2 separate regions of the Triticum aestivum genome follow, and region 1 is linked to region 2. A link is a contact called in public Hi-C data. All regions are on one chromosome and are shown on one strand. Each heading gives the region's core, a stretch centred on a gene start, on an enhancer-like site or on the middle of the called end of the contact. The rest is flanking DNA. Distances are from core to core; before and after follow the strand shown.

What was found. Hi-C and Micro-C count contacts between places; a contact is called where the count stands out from the background.
Region 1: a contact with region 2 is called in a Hi-C map of leaf, with 8 times the contacts expected there. The contact joins the enhancer-like site here to the promoter of LOC123165850 in region 2. A contact is called at or near these places in 3 of 5 Hi-C or Micro-C datasets (all in leaf) and 1 of 1 datasets of contacts at active chromatin or transcription factors (leaf).

Annotation. Positions count from the first base shown.
Region 1 is chr7D:231,210,588-231,213,287 of IWGSC CS RefSeq v2.1, forward strand. No RefSeq gene overlaps it. Among protein-coding and RNA genes, the nearest start is that of LOC123165850, 270 kb to the left of the region's middle. Within about 2 kb of position 1,439, at least 1 of the 8 cell types and tissues checked has an H3K27ac peak or open chromatin away from gene starts, as enhancers often do. A contact at or near this core is called in leaf, where this site is marked.
Region 2 is chr7D:230,942,431-230,945,130 of IWGSC CS RefSeq v2.1, forward strand. LOC123165850 reads right to left here and starts at 1,372. Exons shown (of 2, transcript XM_044583591.1): 1 at 758-1,372; 2 at 1-229. The coding sequence starts at 1,128.

The DNA.
Region 1 (2,700 bases), core at 189-2,688, 270 kb after region 2:
CGTCTCGCAATTTTATTTTATTTTTTGATAGGATCATCCCGTCTCGCAATTGGTTGGCAGTTCAATGCACACAGCTCCACAATCAGAGTGGGAGGTATACTTCCATGTTCTGGGTTTATCCTTGTTGCATCACACCAGCAACTATGCTATGCATGTTGGACACTGTATCTAAGGATGCGGATATTCTGCAGGCACATTGTGCATTGTCACCACATATATAATGGACTTGTATTGTCTAAGAAAAATAGGCATGTAGACATGTTAGGCAGGGAGATCTTGCAGGACGGATAGTTTACCTGTGAACTAAAGTACTCGTAGCACTGTAGCAATTTTCAGCTACGAATCTCACCTTTTTCTTTTCTGAAGATAGACTGTTGTGGAATGGGAGGGGGGTCAAAGACGTGGATTGGACAGAGTGGAGAATATCCCTCAAAACACTAAAACTTGAACATGAGAAGACAAAGAGAGTAAGAATCATCCGGTGAATCCCAGGGGAAGTGGCAAGGAACTTGATGTTATTAGGCTCTCGCGGATTGCAAAAGCGATAAGGATTTGATGTTTACACTTCATCTGCTATCACATGCTCACGGTCCCTTCTTACGGCCCAGTGGACTGGTGAATGGTGGCCAGATGGTATCTTTTCATTTTCCACCTCTCCCTTGGAAATATCTGGATATTTTCTGTCTAGTTTTCGCCAACCACCTCACCCTCGGCATCACCATCAGCAATCTATCGACCAGACAATGAGAAATGATTTTCCTGCATCTAGCTGGCTATGATCTTTTGGCAGGACGCACGGTCTGGACTCTGGATTGGTTGACTGCATGTGTTCCTTGAGGCAAAAAGTTGTGTTTGGAACATCTGAGGTGGACAGGGTGCAATAATTTGGTAGCCACCTGGACAAATCAGACAAGCACTGTGCTCTGAAGATGTGGTGAGCATTTTTGCCATCGTTTTTGTGTTTTGACTTTGGTTGGTACAGCATGTGGCATCTTGAATTTTATGTCCTGATATTATGTTATCGATGAGCTGGTATTGCTCTTACTGATGGTCTAAGGATATTTGCTGGCGAATGCTCATTCTTTTTTTACGACGGATGATGTAAGGTTCATATGCATAATTAGTTACTAAATACCTTCATTAGCCATGTCGAACTAAGCCAACAAATTTTGTTCTCCTTGGGACAAGATACATAATTCTTCCCTGCAAAATAAGATACATAAATCTTGAAAGAAACCAGTTTGTTTCAAGGATGTAATTATAGGAAAATTTTAGATGTGAGCAAAAACAACTTTTCTTTTGAGGCAAAATGAGCAAACACAACTGAGGGGATACAAAAATGTAGTGCAAAGCAATCACGTGCAATCTGAGTTTCTGGGCCAAAGCAGTCCCTCCTTATCCAGGACCACCCAACCTGGTAGGCCCTAAAATGCGTGCGAGCGAAGAAAGCCCGTACCATGGTATCTCGCTTACCGCAGGATGGAACAGCATTTCCTATCGGGCGCCTTAAGCGTCCGTTTCTTCGAAACCGGCGGACTGGCGCACACCTGCTCCGTCTGGGCTTGGCCCATTTTTTTACGTTATTCAAATGGTAGAAAACGTGCGCACATGGGATTTGAACGCCGCACCTCACGTGTTGGGAATCGTTGCATGGAAAGCAAAAAATTTCTACGCACACAGAATGATCTATCCATGGAGATGCATAACAACGAGGGGGGAGTGTGTCTACGTACCCTCGTAGACCGTAAGCGGAAGCGTTTCTCAACGCAGTTGATGTAGTCAAACTTCTTCACGCTTCAACCGACCAAGTACCGAACGCACGACACCTCCGCGTTCTGCACACGTTCAGCTCGGTGACGTCCCTCGCCTTCTTGATCCAGCAAGACGTCGAGCTAGTAGATGAGTTCCGTCAGCAAGATGGCGTGGTGACGGTGACGGTGAAGTGATCCTCGCAGGGCTTCGCCTAAGCACTACGAAAATATGACCGAGGGAGTAAACAGTGGACGGGGGCGCCGCACACGGCTAGGACAATGTTGTGTCCTTGTGTGGCGCCCCTTCCCACATATATATAGGTGGGAGGGGGAGGGGAGGCAGCCAGGGCGCGCCCTAGGGCTGGCCGCCGGCCCCTAGAGCCCCTGCCTTGCCCTGCGCCCCACCCCTTCCTTGTATAAACAAGGTGGAAAGAAAGAGGGGGGAGGGAAGGAAGGGGAAGTCTTACTCCACACTTTCCTTTCCCTCCCCTCTTTCTTTCTCCTCCTCATAGGTCGGCCTGATATGGGGGCGCACCAGCCCCTAGTGGGCTGGTGTGTTCCCTCTCTTAGCCCATATCTTTGCTGGGGGTGACCGAAACTCCTTTCCGATGACCCGATAAATACCCGGTACCCCTCCGGTACACTTCTAGTGTTCGAATACCATCATCCTATATATCAATCTTTACCTCTCGACCATTTCAATACTCCTCATCATGTCCGTGATCTCATCCGGGACTCCAAACAACATTGGATCACTATTGGGGATATAACTACTGGGTATGAACCGCCCAGGAGGGGCCGGGTCATACCACTGGCAGCTTACCAATGAAGATGGTGGATCATATGAGCCTGTTGATGGCCCAAGACCCAGAGGTGACTTAAGGCCCAGGAGGATGAACCGCCATGTATGTATGACTTGTATTGTAAGGCAATTGTAGTTAGTCACCGA
Region 2 (2,700 bases), core at 122-2,621:
CTCGTCCCCCTCCACCACAGTGTGGTCGAGGGAGAGGAGTGGCGGCAGGTACGTGGTGACCAGCGAGCTGCAGGAGGCCCTCCGCCGCGACCATGCCGCCAGCACGCGGCGGCGCTTGTTGAAGGGGTTCTCCGGCTTGGCGATCTCCTTGGCCGCCGCCTTGGCTGCAGCCTCGGCCAGGCTCGTGAAGGATTTGGACTTGCCGGCGTAGAAGTTCGAGAGGCCCCTCCTGCGATTAATTTCATTCATCTTGGTCAGTTAATGTTCCAGGGCAAACACTCCATGGGTACTACTGTAGTTGCATATTTGCAGAGCAGTATTTGGCCTGTTGTTGATGCACAGCTAGGCTATTCACATGCCCGGGATTTCAGCTAATTACACACAGCAAATTAAATCCATCCATGATCTTTATCAGTTTGACTAGCAGAAAGATGCGAACTTTCTCCGTAGTCTGTCCTAACTAATGCAAAGTTCAACAGAACGGGCATACTGGTTTTCTAGCTCCAGTTTTGTGATCTACTAGAGCCCAATGATTACACCAGAAGAACACAACTGGCCGAGGAATCAAAACAGATTTTTTCATCAAGGAGGAAAAAAATCCATCTTTTTCTCTAAGACTGTTGGACTAAGAAATATCCTATTTGACCAAGAAAAACTTGAAGAGATCACAACAAGATCATACAAATTTAGCAAAAACCTCCGGTAATTAATTAATAATAAAGCAAGGAGCAAGAGGATGGGGAAGAAGAAAGCTTACTTGCTGGGCAGCGCGTCCTCGAGGGACTCGAGGGTCCCGAGCCCCATAGCGAGCACTTCATCCACGGGCGCCTTGGCCTCGCTCTCCACCTCCTCCTCCTCTCCCTCCTCCTTCTCCGACGTGGAGTCTTCCCCGATCGAGGAGCTGTCCGAGGAGGCCGCCCCGATCGAGGAGGCATCCGATAGCGCCTCCTCCAGCTCTCGCAGCTCCTCCGTCCCAACCTCCTCCCCCTCCTCCTCCTCAACGTAGAACCCGTTGGGTCCGCCGCCCCGATTCGTCTCCGGCTCCTCCGAATCCGGCCGCTGCTTCCCCTTCCCCGCGCCGCGGAACCCGTGCCCGCGCGCCATCCCCGGCGCCAGCGCCGTCGACATGCGCACGCCCGCGGCTGGCTAAGCAAGATCCAGCGAAAATCACGGAAGATCACGCGCGGATCGGCGGGTGGGTGGGTGCGTCCGCCGAGAGATTGACCACGCCGAGCCGGAGCACACAGACGAGGACAAGAAATCTTCGAGAGAGAGAGAGAGAGAGAAGGAAAGAGAGAGGTGGAGAGAGAAGGGGAAGGAAGGATTGGATAGAGATGCTGAGCTAGGCCAGGAGGACTAGGAAAGGAAAAACAGGGGGGCGTTTTCTATAGTTACAGGACGACGCCGGAGCGGTCCATGCGCCTTGTCCAGGCGTGCGAGCCTGGCGCAGGAGGTGGCCGGTCTCTGTCCGCCTGGCGCGCGGGCCACCCGTGGTGGCACCGCTCTCCATGGACTCGGTGTACATTATGGCGGGCTGACCTGAAGACATACCGGTATCGCTGTGCGTGATACGGTCGAGCGTATGGTATACGGGGTAAGTATACGGTGGGCGTACGTGTGCGATCCGGCTTGGTCTCCTGGGCCGGTCGCACGTGTGTGCCGCGGCCGGGAAGCGTGTGCCGCGGTGCGGGGTGACAGGTGGGGCGTAGTGCGCGTACACGCGTTGGATGGATGATGGATGGACGGATCGCTTTCTGCTGTCATGAGTCATGACTCCTCTGTCCACCCAAACCCAGGTTCAGCTGGCTGCAGGGTCTCTGGATGGCCCGACAATTTTTGGTTGCCGATCGGCGATGCTGCCCCGGCATCGATCCAAGAAGTGGTCCGATTCACAATCAAGCACAAGTGTCCGGTTTGATGCCATACTTGATGCTCCAACCACGACCACAATCCACAACGTGCTCCACTTGGAGTAGTCAAAACCGCAAAAGGGTAATCGTGGCTGTCGTTCGACAGCATTTTGGCTCAAGGTGAACTGTTACTGAGCTGACCTTGCACTGTGTGAGCTGTGCATGCTGCTCTCCAGGTCATTTGGTTAATTACCTTGACCAGAGAAGTAATCCTGCATGCATGGTCACTGATGGGGATGGCCTGGATAAACATAATGACCAGGCGCCACTTGATGCTCCTGCATGCACGCACAGCGTCCGATGTATACCTTATCTTGACCCCATGCGTTTGGCCTTGTCATTTGTTTTCTTCGCCCTGGCAATAAGCGGTGCTTGCATGTTCAGTGGTGCCCGTTTGTTGTCAAATCTGCCAAAAGGCGCCCGTTTTGTTGCTCCGATAAAGCAAATCCCACCCCTCAAGCAGGCGAGCACGTCCGTCAACAATGATCGATCACGTCTCAAGTAATCTCTTCTACATCTAGATATCTCAATTAAGAAATCTCAAATCCATACTACTGCTTGTAATGTGAAACTTAATCTAAACGGAATTCGTCTGCCTCCGTCGTGGCCATGTCCAGCGCCGGCTTCGTCCCTCAAAGTGTTGCCCTGGTCGCCGACAAGATATAGTAGGACTTGGGACACGCACCAGATCACGGGACTCAAGCACCGCCATCTCTCATGCTCTATTCTTTCTCGTCAGAGTCCGGAGCCTTCATGATGTCGGAGGATGTGAGATCGATGATTGATTCGT